Linked DNA regions of Rattus norvegicus: region 1 is linked to region 2. Evidence: chromatin contacts called from public Hi-C data. All regions are on one chromosome and are shown on one strand. Each heading gives the region's core, a stretch centred on a gene start, on an enhancer-like site or on the middle of the called end of the contact. The rest is flanking DNA. Distances are from core to core; before and after follow the strand shown.

What was found. A called contact is a pair of places that touch in the nucleus more often than the background predicts.
Region 1: a Hi-C map of liver shows a contact between it and region 2, with 2.9 times the contacts expected there. The contact joins the promoter of Supt4h1 here to the promoter of Mtmr4 in region 2. A contact is called at or near these places in 2 of 12 Hi-C or Micro-C datasets (frontal cortex and liver).

What each region holds. Positions count from the first base shown.
Region 1 is chr10:73,032,244-73,039,515 of GRCr8, forward strand. Supt4h1 (SPT4 homolog, DSIF elongation factor subunit) reads left to right here and starts at 4,331. Exons shown (of 5, transcript NM_001105828.3): 1 at 4,331-4,475; 2 at 4,963-5,069. The coding sequence starts at 4,407. Rnf43 (ring finger protein 43) reads left to right here. Exons shown (of 9, transcript NM_001135921.2): 9 at 930-2,297. The coding sequence ends at 973.
Region 2 is chr10:72,886,151-72,893,200 of GRCr8, forward strand. Mtmr4 (myotubularin related protein 4) reads left to right here and starts at 4,515. Exons shown (of 19, transcript NM_001105827.4): 1 at 4,515-4,550; 2 at 4,899-4,937. The coding sequence starts at 4,935. It overlaps Septin4 (septin 4), which reads left to right. Exons shown (of 12, transcript NM_001414335.1): 6 at 109-243; 7 at 357-474; 8 at 565-666; 9 at 834-930; 10 at 1,022-1,184; 11 at 1,322-1,421; 12 at 1,648-1,868. The coding sequence ends at 1,707.

The sequences.
Region 1 (7,272 bases), core at 3,081-5,580, 150 kb after region 2:
TCTTCCTTGATCCTCACACTCACTGTTTCCTGTGCCTCTGCTAACTCTGACATCTTCTCACGTCCCCTGCTGATGGCTAGGGAGTACAGCCTAAAGGTCAAAGCAGCAGCCTCCCTCTGTCAGGGTCAGGAAGTTGAGGGGCCTGGACACCTGGTTGTTGTGTCCCACAGAGTTGTGCAGTGCAGCTGCCTCTGTCCCTCCATGCTACTGTCAGGGTCATCAGCCTTTTAAAGAACTATCTAGAACCTCTGGTATGCCCACAGGCAGGAGAAATCTAACCTAATGTTGCCTTCAGTGCTCCAGCGCCATCTAGATCCATCTAACTCCCTCCCTTCCTCTGCCCTCTGCTTTAATCAAGTTGGATAAATATGAATTATAGTTTCTGCTGCTCAGAATGTCCCACCAACTTCCCTGTCCCTACAAACCCAATTCTGTAAAACCAACTCATGCATCTTCCATCAGAAAATCTTTCCTCACTGCTGTGGGGTGTGCATTCCTCCCTCGATGCATCTCTCAGGACCCTGGTTCTCTCCCACTGTCATAATATCCACACACACACACACACACACACATACAATACCCATGTGCACGCACGCTGCTTTCTCTTCTAGCCTATTCTTTTGGATATTCTGTTCAGCAGATGGTAGCAAGCCAAGTTCACAATGAATGCCTAATAAATATTTATTGGGTGAATGAATGAATACTAAATTCCAGTCACAGCGCTTGCTGGGAGCACTTCTCTGGGTTTGTTTTTCTCTCCAGTTTCCCAATGGGCCCCTCTCAGCTTTCAACCTAATCACCTTCACAGACATATTTCCTGCTTCTCCCTCTCTGTGGTGCCTTCCTGCCACAGCCCCCACAGGTGGGAGAAGCAGGAGGTTAGTTGGACGGACCTGTGGTGACCTCTTTTCTCCCCCCTTCTCATGCAGGCTCGGAAGAGGAGCTTGAAGAGCTGTGTGAACAGGCTGTGTGACAGGAGTTGGTCAGATGAAGCTCTAACCTCGAGTGTGCTCCAGATGACTCAGGGTTCTACCTGGGACAGGGTCCTGCTCATGGGAGGAGCAAGGACCTTAGCAAGCATCTCCTTTTGCCATACTTCTGTGACCGATAGAAGTGTGCTGATGGTGGGTCGTGGGAGGTGCTGTTCCCAGACCCCAGTCATCTTGTCTGCACAACACACACCTACAGTGCAGAAAGTCTTGTGTCCAACCAGACAACCAGTCAGTATACATTTGTGGGGGAGACTCTTAAAGGCTGAGTTTTTGACAGGAAGCTATGACTGAATAGCTAGCTGTCCTAAAGGTGCTGCTCCTTCCTCAAGCCCTGCTGGGTTCCCCTGCTGGGTCTCCTTTGCCCCAGGCCTCAAGCTCACACAAGCCAGTGGGTTCAACTGAATGCACGACCACGTCTCACCTCCTTTCAAGGCCTCACTGGGGCAACTTCAGCTTTATCACTTCCTGTCTTCACAAATGAACAGTTTAGGTGAGCCCCACTCCCAAGAGAGGTCTCTGTACCTTCTCCAGCCGGCACCTGCCTGCTTGGTGCTCAGGGAGGAGTGCTTCTTCCTTTTTGTTCTTAAACTAATCTTACCCCGCAGGCTTGGGGGAGCCAAGGAATAGAGTTCTGTCCCAGAGGTGGGTAGTGTGACAGACCTGGGATGAATCTTTTGCTTATCAAACTTCTTGTCACTCCAGCAAACCCAGTTCCTCTGAGGTAGAGAACAGGAATGGAAGGAATTAATGCTCCTTGAAGCTTTCCTATCTCTAAGTCCAAGGCAGGCAGAAAGGAATGTCTACTAAACTTCATTTGGGAAGAGGGGGATGAAAGGAAGGCAGAGAGAGCACAGCTACAGCCCAGAAAGGACGGGATTCTTCTCTGAGAGATTCTTGGAGCAGAGATGGAGAAAGATAACATTCGACCTCCTGGGTCACCTTCCCAGTATAAGCCATACAAACCAGCAACCCACCTGAAGGTGTGCAAGTGGAATTGGGGTAAAGAGTTGGCCTGGGCAGCTTGTGCCAAGTGGGCAAGGGCTGACGAGCCTCCTGTGGCTCTTCACCCCAGGGCATCCTGACCATGTCAGCCCCTCAGGCAGCATCCTTGCCTGAAATGTGAATGTGGGGGCAAAGTGGGCAGAGGATCCTACTGGGGAACCTTGTCTCCTCAGAGTCAATGGGGAGACAAGCATCCAGGCACCCACATGGGTATTTATATCTGAACCAGACAGAAAGACGCTTGAATCAGGCACTATGTTGAGAAATGTATTTATTTGCTAATATATTTATCCATAAATATGATCTGGCTTTGTGGTTTTGTGTCATGGTTTTTCACTCAGGATAGCAATTCCATCTTCTCTATTTTCTTCCCTTGGATTTTTTGAGGCCTAGCCTGACCCCCAATTCACTGCACAGCTGAGATCTAATCTCTAACCTCGAACTGGTCCTCTTCCCCACTCCCAATTACTGAGATCATAGGCATTTACCATTATTCCCTCTGGTTCTGTATGCTACTATATGAAGTATGAAACATCACCAGTAAGGATAGGGTAGTTTTAACTCCCCAGAAAGATCAGAGAGAGCAGCATGCTTGGTTCTCATCATGACTCAGTTATTTATCTGTACTGTACTGTTGATCACTCTGATGCTTCAGTGACTGACTTTGTGACCTTTCAATACCGCACGCAAATATTGCACCTTGGTATGTGTGCATGCGTGTGTATTCATATGAGTGCGAGGGCAAGTTCCAGGACAGCCAGAGCTACATAACAAAGACTTTCAAAACAAAGACCTTCAAAACAAACATAACAAACAACAAAAGGGCTCCTCCCTTGAACTTGCCTGAGTTCCTGGGATCAGCCTATCTGGCCCCCAGCGCTATGATTATAGTAGCATACCATCATGCTCAACTTTTATGTGGTGGGTCCTGAGTCAGCTCTGCAGCAGGGTGCCTGCCTTTTTCCATAAATAAAATGATCCTCCTTCAGAATTGATACAAGACTTACATGAGATAGCATAGTGAAAATATATTCCAAACTGAAAAGAGATTTCCCAGTGCTAGAAAGAATCTAAAACCTAGTCACTGACCCCATTTGAATGCAATTTGGGACAAAGCCAAGAATCAGTCTTGCTGTGGTTCAGGTTCAATTAGAAGACCCGGGAGGACAGATCAGCAGGGATCGCAACTATTTATATCCCAGCGCTCCAATTCAGATAAACATAAATGACTAGGCTTTGCCTACACTCCAAGAGAAATGGTGCTTTCTCTGTATCCATTCCTGTGGGGGGGTCCCTGCAAAAACGGTCAGGAAGAGCCTTTCCTCTGTTCACACTGCACCAGACCTCGTACTTCTGTATGATTCGCTCAGGATAGTGTCTGGGTGCCACTTTAGAAGGCAAGGAATTTTGCGTCCTACACAGTACAATGGCAGCCAGGGTGGGGGATGAGTATGAGAAGTGAGATACCTAATCTACAGATGTTCTCACGGAATTATGTCTAAATGTGCCAAGAGTTTTACAAAGCGTAAATTACGAGCCAGGCATGCAATCGAGAGGCTTTTAGGAGGAATTAAATACGCGTCTCCCCCTACCCAACACCCCCCTTACCCATCCCCCAGTCGGCCCGGCTCAAGCTAGCATTCCTGTGGACAGCAAAGGAAACCCTATCACACTCTCGCAGTTACAAGAAGGGGTGGGGCCTCCTCGGGTTTTTGTCTCTGCAGACATCCAGAAAGGCAAGACTCATTGCTCAAGCTTTAAAACAACCTAGCGTGAAGCGGTGGGCTTGTATTCTGAATATTCGGGTGACTGAGACGAGGGCCGGGAGTACCAGGTCGGCCTTATGTCAGAAAAGTCAAATACACAGGTGTGGTGGTGGGCGCCCATAATCCCAGTACTCTGAAAGGCAGGAAGATCAGGAGTTCAAGGTCACCGTCCGGTGCTCTGAGAGTTGGAGGCCACTTTAGGAATTACCATTTACTGTCTCAATAAATAAGCAAACAAAACAATCTAGGGCCTCCTCCGGAATCTGGAAAGAACCCGGGCCTGCAGCCTGACCGCTACATCAAAAGGCCCGCGTAGCGCTGCGTAGTTCCGCAAGCCGCTCCGCTCCACGCCTCCTGCGCATGCTCCAACCGCACCCTTCTACCCTCCCAGCCGAACCCTACAGTCCCCGACACACCGTCTTCCGCTCGCTCTCGCGAGTCCAGGTGACGGGGGCGCGCGCGGCCCAGGTGGCTGTCGGCTGCCCCGCCCACCGCTCCTGCGGGAGAAACCATCTTCTCCAAGGGGGGGGGCCTGCGAATGTCTGTACCGGAAACGGAAGTTACGTACAGGAAGCGACCGGCATTCTGGGTAATAATCTGTTTACTTCCTGTGGCCGTGGAACCCGTATTATCGTATACGGCGAGAATGGCCCTGGAGACGGTGCCAAAGGACCTGCGGCATCTGCGAGCTTGTTTGCTGTGCTCGTTAGTCAAGGTATCCGTCGGAGCCTTGGTTGTAGGAGCGATTGAGGAGGCAAAATGGGAGAAAGTGGGTGAAATGGGGCCAGACACAGGAAAGAAAAGGCCTGAGATTCAGGGAGTGGGAAGACTAAGGGAGCCGTTGTTTACGTCCAAGGAACGTGAGCTGGGCATTCGTGCCTGCTAGGGTTTGCGTTTCAGTTCTCAGCTTAACTTAGCAGAAGTTTGTTTCCCCAACAGAGTTCGGTGAACTTACTGTGTTGGACTGGAAAGACGCTAGGAGCCAAAGCATCTGAGAGAGTAGCTGAAGAGAACACCTGACCCCAAAGAGACTAGAAAAAAATATATGTAAGCTGAGTTAGGGACGGGAGGTGTGAGGGTAGTGTTTAGGAATCGTTTGGAGAGCAGTAGGTGTTGGATTATATAGAGGATGAAGAGGTTGGCCTCGTCGAAATATTAAGACGTCGTTTATGCTCATAATGGCTGTATCTTTTCCTTTCCAGACTATAGACCAGTTTGAATATGATGGGTGTGACAATTGCGATGCATACCTACAAATGAAGGGCAACAGAGAGATGGTGTACGACTGCACCAGCTCTTCATTTGATGGGTAAGGCCCTTTCATGTTCCTTTCTTTACTTCTGCACAATCTTGGCTATGACTCAAGACGTTAGTATGGGGCAGATTTTTGAGGATGTTAAGAATAGCTTAACAGTTCTTTGGAGAGCTACTAATTCTATGTGTCCAGCCCAGTACCTGTGAGCATCTGTGGCTGCTGAGTACTTGACATGTGGCTAGTTCAAATTAGGATATGCTTAAGTGTCAGTACATTCAGCGTGAGGAAATAGAATGTCAAATATCTGATTCTTTTTTTAAAGATTAGTTAAAAGTAGAAATAATGTTTTAGGGTTATTTGGTTAAAATAAATGTTGAAGTTAATTTCATCTTTTACTGTTTTAAACAGTGGCTAGAGGACATTTAAAATGGTGTGTGCTTTTTCTGTAGTCCTATTTAGCAATGCTTCACAACTCTTGTCCACTCAATTATAGTTGAGTCTGTTTATGTTGTGTATAAATGCCTGCCACAGGACATACGAGGTGGTAGATCCTTAATGTTGAAGGGTTGGAAGTAGAATGCAGCAGTAGAGCAGGTGACTACCATCTACAAGGCCTGGGTTTAATTCATTTTTTTTTAAAGATGTATTTATTTTATGTATGTATGTACACTGTAGCTGTCTTCAGGCACACCAGAAGAGGGTATCAGATCTCATTATAGATGGTCGTGAGCCACCATATGGTTGCTGAGAATTGAACTCAGGACCTCTGGAAGAGCGGTCGGGGCTCTTAACCTCTGAGCCATCTCTCCAGCCCCCCTGGTTTAATTCCTAATGCTCCTCCAAAAAGGTTGGCTACATGAAAGATCTGTTTTGAAAATGAAGGGGTACAGTACAGTAATCCATTCCCTCATACATTTTCTTGGTGAATATGGTGTCTTGCACCTATAATCGCATCATCTAAGAGGGCGACACCAGAGAGTGGGGGGTTCAGAACAAGCCTCAGATGTGTAGTGAGTTTGAGGCCAGCCTGAGCTACATGAGACCCTGTTTCAAACAAGACCAGCTAGATATCCCAGCAGGTTAAGATGCCTGATGGCAGACCTGATAACCTTGACTTCAGTCCCTGGATCCCACAAGGTGGCAGGAGAGAACTGAGTCCCTGGAATTGTTTTCTGACCACAACACATTCACCCTGGCATCCATATGTGAGAGAGGGTGCGCGGCAAGCTCGTGCACATAACCCCAAGTAAGTTAACTAGAAAAAATGATAATAAAACAAAATGGGAGAAGCAAAAGTGGTCTGGTCTTTTTCTTCAAGGCAGCAGCACTGCTATGTTTCTTCTGGACTGCAGGCCAATTAAAGACTGCGTAAGGTTAGTGCTTGTTAAAGTTCTGTGAAGGTGGGTCTGATCTCCTCTAGGGGAGAATGAAAGATTGGGCACAGAGATGCAGGTTTGGAACCTTTAGCTCCTGTGCCTGCAAATGCACATTTCCTGTATTCTCACCCCTTTGTTTCTTCATCAGCCATTCAAGGTTGATGATGAGTGACAAAGCTGGGAGTGTTGATGCAGCCTTCAGTCCTAGCTTAAGATGAGGGTGGGCTTGGGGGGAAGACAAGTGTCAGGTAGCCCTCTGCCGCATCTTGAGACCTGCATCTAAAAATACAAAAGTAAACTGGAGTCACTCTCATCTATAAGGGAACGCCTGTGCTGGCTGCTTTGAAAGACATAAGAGTCACTTTGAATCCTTATCAATTTAACCTGTTTAAAGCAGAGGATGGTCTTATTGGGTCCCAGTGGGAGGAGAAGCCCTTGGTCCTGCCAAGGCTGGATGCCCCAGTGTAGGGGAATGTCAGGGTAAGGAGGCAGGAAGGGATGGGTGAGTGGGTGGGGAAACACCCTCATAGAGGCAGGGGGAGGGGGAGTGGGATAAGGGGTTTATGAACAGGAAACCAGGAAAGGGGATAGCATTTGAAATGTAAATTAAAAATTCAATTAAAAAGCAATCACAGGAAAAAATTATTTTAAAGATATGCTTTGTTTTTAAATTATGTATATGTGTGTGGCTAGGTGCACATGATTACAAGGGCCCAAAAAGGCCAGAGTCCTTGGAGCTAGAGTTACAGGCAGTTATGACCTGTCCTGTGTGGATGCTGGGAACTACACTTGTGTCCTCTTGAAGAGCAGTGTGTGCTGTTAATCACTGAGCAGCCTTACCAGTTTCCAAAAGTTTCTCTTTAAAGTTTGCTTTTTTTTTT
Region 2 (7,050 bases), core at 3,265-5,764:
CCCAGGTATTTCCCTGGAAAAGTAGAAAAAGCAAAACTTGGCTCAAGCCAGGGTTCCCCAGGCAGCCCCCACTCCCACAGTTTCTCTGCTTGTCTGTCCTTGCCCCAGCTGGAGGCCCGTGGCTGAGTACATTGACCAGCAGTTTGAACAGTATTTCCGAGATGAGAGTGGCCTGAATCGCAAGAACATCCAAGACAACAGGGTGCACTGCTGCCTGTACTTCATCTCACCCTTTGGCCACGGGTATGGTCTGAGCCTGAGGCTCCTGGCACCACCGGGGTCTACTAAGGGAACAGGCCAAGAGCACCACGGGGCAGGGTACCACTAGCGGGTGGTCACCGATTCCTGTTCCCCAGGCTCCGGCCATTGGATGTTGAATTCATGAAGGCCCTGCATCAGCGGGTCAACATTGTGCCTATCTTGGCTAAGGCAGACACACTGACACCCTCTGAAGTGGACCGAAAGAAATGCAAAGTGAGGGAGGCTAATGGAGGGAGGGGGTTAGGTGGGCTTCTAGAAAGGATGGGGTACCCAGAACTGTGGACCCCCTCATCTGTTTGCCAGATCCGGGAGGAGATCGAGCACTTTGGAATCAAGATCTATCAGTTCCCAGATTGTGATTCTGATGAGGATGAGGACTTCAAATTACAGGACCAAGCCCTAAAGGTGGGGCCACCCTAGGGTACCCCCTCCCTAGGGGAGGAGAATTCTATAGAAGTACAGACTGTTGGGGTGGAAGAGGACCCTGTCATCTTAGAGCAAAGCAGAAGACACAAGTGGAAAGGGACAGGGGAGAACAAGGATGCTGATAGGCAACCCATAACTTCTCTTAGGAAAGCATCCCATTCGCGGTGATTGGCAGCAACACTGTGGTAGAAGCCAGGGGGCGGAGAGTTCGAGGCCGGCTCTACCCTTGGGGCATCGTGGAAGGTAAAGCTCTGAGCTTGTGACCAGAGTACCCTTGCCCTTAGGAGTTCTTCTTTACCTATGACCCTGGCTGACTCCTAGCCTTGCTATGCAGTGGAAAACCCAGGTCACTGCGACTTTGTCAAGTTGAGGACAATGCTGGTGCGTACCCACATGCAGGACCTAAAGGATGTGACCCGAGAGACACACTATGAGAACTACAGGGCACAGTGCATCCAGAGCATGACCCGGCTAGTAGTGAAGGAACGGAATCGCAAGTATGACCAGAAGCCAGGACAAAGCTGGCCAGGGGAATCCCAAGTCCTCCCCTTATTACTCTGCAGGCCCCAGGCTTCACTCAAGTTGGTGCTGGGGTCCCCCCAACCTTACTACCCTCCTTTCCCCCTCTCTTCAGCAAGCTGACAAGAGAGAGTGGTACTGACTTCCCTATCCCTGCTGTCCCACCAGGGACAGATCCAGAAACTGAGAAGCTCATCCGGGAGAAAGATGAAGAGGTGAGAGTTGTGCCGTCAGCCTTGGGAAGCCCCATTGATAATTCTCACTCTCTCTTGGCTTGGGAACAGAAGGACCTATACTTATGCTCTGATACATATGTGGGCTGTTGAGTGGTTCTGCCACTTTCGTCATACATAAGGGCCACCAAAGCCCCAGACTCAAGGGATTAGAATCTGGGGGGCACTTCTTCAGTACACCTTGTTCTGATCTGTGCACCTATTTCAGCTGCGGCGGATGCAGGAGATGCTACACAAAATCCAAAGACAGATGAAGGAGACTCACTAACTGGCTTTTGGACCTGAATATTTAAATCTCTTCTACCAGCCCACGCCGGCCTCTCTCCCTGCATCAGCTCTGCTCAGGCCCCCTGCAGCTCCTACCAGTTCGCCTTATATCCCTGCTGACTTCTCAGAGACTCAGAGGAAATAAACTAACCTATATGTGGCTCCAGGTGTCTCTGTATTTTTACGCATTTCCTGGAAACATAGCTCCTATGACTCAGGGTACTGGTTTCTGGTTTTTAGTAGGAAACAGAAAGGAGAAAAATTCCCCTAATAGAGTTCACTCCGCTTACAACACAGCCTGGCTTTGTCCATCTTGACTATTTTTATTCTGCCTCCATTTTCTGAGCCTCAAGCCTCTACGCTTCCCATAAATAATACCTTCATTTTGTAGCTGCTTTTTTTTTTTCTTTAAAGATTTATTCATTTATTACATATAAGTACACTGTAGCTGTCTTCAGATACACCAGAAGAGGGCATCGGATCTCTTTACAGATGGTTGTGAGCCACCATGTGGTTGCTGGGAATTGAACTCCTCTGGAAGAACAGTCGGGTGCTCTTAACCGCTGAGCCATCTCTCCAGCCCCTGTAGCTGCTTTTGCGTAAATCAAGGTATTAACTACATGGCAACCTCTGACTTCCGGTTTTCCCCAGATTTGGGTAAATAGATATGCAGAATTAAGCTCTAAATTCCATGAAGTTTTTGGTAGAGCACTGAACAAATGCTGACAGTCCTGTAATTAAAGTGCTGGGACATAGGAAAAAACGAGACAAAACAGCATAGTCCCCAAGGAGAGTCAGTATCAAGCCTTTGCTAGGTTAGACCCCGGTTCTAGATCCTGGAACTGAAACAGTGAACTCAGGCGAGGTATCTGTTTCCTGTGACTTAGAAACTGTACTAAAAGTTCCAGTGCTTCATAAACTAAGATCTAAGGACACTAGCCTGGTGTTTGAGCGCTGAGACCCACTCCAGAACCTACACTATCTGTCGAGAATCGGAATCTTTTCCATTTCTGTTTAGTTAGTAGGGGCGCGGATCACGAGACCTCCAGCGTTACTGGTGATTTCAGTCCCGGTGGAGGGCGCTTCGGTCTTGTTCCTCTACCCTCTTACAGACTAGGAAGCCGCAGCTAGCTAATGGCAGTCAGATCCAGTTTTTCTCTTTTGGCTGAAAGACTCAGGATTGGCGGCCAATGCAGGTCTCGAAGGACGGCAAGGTCGGTCGTTAACAATTGTAGGTCGTAAGATCCAGTCCAGTTACGCCAAGGGAAACGCCAGCGCTGCCCGTCCGAGAGCTGCTTTACATAGGCCTTCTTGGAAGGTCTTTCAAGTTTTCCATTTCAAGCTTCAGCAGTCCGCGAACTCAACTCTTCTCTTTCGCAGACTTAAAAAAAAAATTCCAGAAGTATTTTCTTTTCCATAGACCAGGGGATGAAGCACGAGAGTGATGGAACTGAAAAGATGGGAAGGGACCTTCCCCTTTCCTAGCCTGCAAGCTGCCCTTCCATTATCGCATTACTGCAGCGAAACAGAAACACGACTGGATTAAATCGCGGGGCCACCGCGAGGTCACTTGAGAACTACCACTAGGGCGGGGTCGTCACCGGAAGTGACTGCTAACATTCCCCCGCAATGTCCCGCCCTCCAATTGCGCTACCAGTAGGCGACAGGCCGCCGTACTTCCTGCCCCCGGAGCCGTAGTCTGCGACCCCTCTTACTCCTCTCCTATTGGTTGCCAGAGGGACGCGCTGTGATTTCCTATTGGTCGCGTCTGCTCTCTGGCGCCAAGCCTCCTCCCTCCAGGTACCGTCCGGTCTCTGGGTGCCGGATAGGTTACAGGCTGAGAGGGCGTCTGCCCACTGGGCCAGTGAGCAGCGTGGAGAGTGAGGGCGGCGGCTGCGTGGTAGGGCAGGGCGGGACTTCGCGTGGCTATTGGCCAGGGCGGGTAGAGGCTGGAGATACGATTGGTTGGGGAGAAGGGACCGTGGTGGGGTTCGAGCTGCGCGGCCTCAGCTGCTGCGGGAGACGGAAGTGGTGAGAGCGCGGCTTTGGAGGGTCGGGCGAACGCCGCCTGGGTGAGTCACTGTACCCCGTGCACTGCCAGCCTGGGAACCACAACGACCAAGTCCTGCCCGGCCCTCGCCGGCTCTCCTGAGTCCCGCCCTCTGTCATTTGGGGCTCCGCCTCCGAACCTTTAGCCCCGCCCCTAAAACCTGGGCACCTGGATCTCCTCCCTGCCTAGCGCGTCCTCCCCCACCCCCCACCCCAAGACCAGAGTCCCTAACTGTGAAAACCCCGGGCCTCCTAGGCCTGGTCCTGGTCGCTCCTTTCCTCTCTCTTGTTTCTCAGGCTGCGTGCCAGTGAGCCGTGAGGCAGCACCTCCGGCTGGCCGCTTGCGGGCTCCCCCGTGAGGGAGGGAAGGTTGGTAGGATCACAATGGAGGCTTTAATCGCCGCAGCCTCCTGTGGGACTCTGCTGCACACCCCTCGAGCATACCAAACATGGAGTGTCAGTGAAACTCAGACCTGGCTCCCTAAGTGGGCCTAGGAGGCCTTACTTGAAATCCTTGTTAATTCGACCCATTTGACAGATGTTGATTCCAGGCCGGATTGGCCTAATTCTGCTCCTGTTGTGTGGCCTCCTCCCTCTAACCTTCACCTACTTGGTCTCAAGTATGCTCAGCGGGACCGGGCCAACCCTGCTGCTCTTTTATCACAGGTTGTGGTCCTCTCCCTCTTGTCCTCTGCTCTGGACTCTGCCCCCAGTAACAGGTCAGGTGGGTGCTACTCCTAGACTCAGAGAATGGCCGAACAGCCCTGTGGATTCATGCCCCTACCAGGGCCAAAAGTGAGTCCCAGTTGGGCAGTCTTTGTCTCTTCAGAGTTGGCATTTCTTCTCTTTTGTAAAGAGCAGGGTTTGGAGTGGGAATCAGAACGCTTGGGTTCTGCTGAGTAAGCTTGGATGATACTTATTTCTGCTCAGGAACTTTTGTGGTGGAATTCTCACCGGGCAGTCTCACTTGTTGCTTCTTCCATTGCCTGACTGGTGTGATGACTTACTGAGAGGCTGGATCCTCTGTGATGGAGGAAAATGAGTTGCAGAGAAGGTCAGGGGTAGACCCGTGTGTGACATTTATTGATTCTCTGGTGATGTTAATGATCAGCACACTTTCCTCTTGTGTTCTGTCTCCTTTAGTGACGAGCAGGCAGCCAGGACCCTCGCCAAGGTAGAATGGTGAGTACTCCTTTCCCCTCATACCACTATGTGTCTATGTATCTTGCAGTCTGTCTCAGTGAAGCTGTCCCACCTCTCTTGGCCTCAGTGCTCCGGGATACTCTGTTCACTTCCTAAACAGGCGCATTTGCCCTGTTACTTTTTCTTTCTGGTGGGCGGTGGTGTTTTGAGACAGGTTTTTACTGTAAAGTCTTCGTTAGCCTCGTACTAGAAATGTAGCCCTGCCAGCCTTGACTTGTGCCTCCGTCTCCTAAGTGTTAGGATTGCAGGTGAATGCAGTGTGGGGCCTTGTGCTTGATAGGCAAGTACTCTAACACTGAGCTATGGTTTCTTAGGATTGAAAAAAAAAAACCAGGCACCAAATAGCACTCAGGACATTGTAGTTTTTCTCCGTGTTGGGTCATTCCTTCTTACACTAACGAACTGCTCTGTCTCCTCTTACTTTTCTTTGATCCCTGGTTAAAACTATGCATTTTCTGGTGTAAGAAAACTAGTCTTGGGGTTGGGGATTTAGCTTAGTGGTAAAATGCTTGCTAGGCCCTGGGTTTGGTCCTCAGCTCTGAGAAAAAAAAAAAAAAAAAAAGAAAAGAAAAGAAAAAAGAAAACTAGTCTTTCTATCTGAGATTCCTGAACTTCAGGGCGTGGTGGCACAGCCTTTTGATCACATCTCTTAGGGACAGAGTCAGGTGATTCTCAGCCAAGTCTATGTAGTGAGTTCCAGAAAAGACCCCATGTTTTCTTTTTTTTTTTTTTTTATGTTTATTTATTGTATGTATACGAGTGCACTGTAGCTGTCTTCAGACACACCACAAGAGGGCATCAGATCCCATTACAGATGGTTGTGAGCCACCATGTGGTTGCTGGGAATTGAACTCAGGACTTCTGGAAGAGCAGTGGGTGCTCTTAACCGCTGAGCCATCTCTCCAGCTCCAAGACCCCGTGTCTTAAAAGGAAAAAAAAAAAAAATCAGATCCCTGAACCTCAGCCGGGTCGCATGAATATATTGTTGGTGCTGTCCCAGGAATGATTCCACCCAAACTGTAGGCCTCTTCCAGTCCCCAGGTGTTGCTGTCTATTAAGCCACTGCAGGCGACAACTGACTGAATGTCTACCAGGACAGCATTCTGAAGGTGCCCTGAATGTCAGTGGGGGTGGGCCGTCTCTGTCCTAGTCGGAGGGCAGTAAGATGAGAAAGACACGCCTGAAGCCCTCTCCAGACAAGAACCATCCTTTGTATCTCTCCAGTTCCTTTCAGGGCTCACAGGTCAGTGAATTCAGTCAGTGGGCGGATTCCCTCCTTTTCCCCGTCCTGTGGAGACCCACACATATCTGTGACGTGTGCACTAGCCCAGGCTCTTTTCAGAGAGCCTACCACTGACCCTGCTCCCTTGGACTTCTAGCTCATCCCCTTTTCGGTTTTGGTGGTGCACCAAGAACAGTGTGTGCTTCACAGTGAGTCTCCTTCTTAGCACCACTACTTAGGAGAACTGCACAGTTTCTCTCTAAGCCTAAAGTCTCACCTGCGGAAACAGGATCTCCCTTCATTCTTGGAGAGTTAGGGTAATGTTTGACACTGCTGGCCATTATTGTAAGTACTTGATTAAAAATTCATCCCAAGGCCTTAAAACAAAAGCCCTGGTTTGTGAAAGTTACCAGGTGCGGGAAGTGTAAGAGTTCTAGTAAGCTTTCTGTTACTTTTGGAAACACTAAGCTGCTTATCACTCACTACTTACTCCTTGGCTCCCTACCCAACACCATTGATTGCTCTACTTCTGGGTTTTGTTATTGTTGTTGTTTTCTGTAACTCGAGTGGCCCATAATCCCAGTTCTTCTCTTAGACTAAGAAGTTCTTCCAAAGGATTTTCTTTTCGATCAGGTGGTGTGAATCAAGGGAGAGATAGAATTTAGGAGGGCTTGGAGGGGGCATGGTGGAATAAAAAATTCCAAGGGTTTCCCTTACAGAAGTGTGGAATGACCGCTAAGATAACACCAGACCAATATTCTTTTTAAGAGGACAAAAGAAGTTTAGTGAAAGCAGGGAGGCAGATGAATGGAGCGTGGTGGGCCGTGGTTTCGGAGGGAAATAGGAAGGCTGGGGGCTGTGAAGAACATG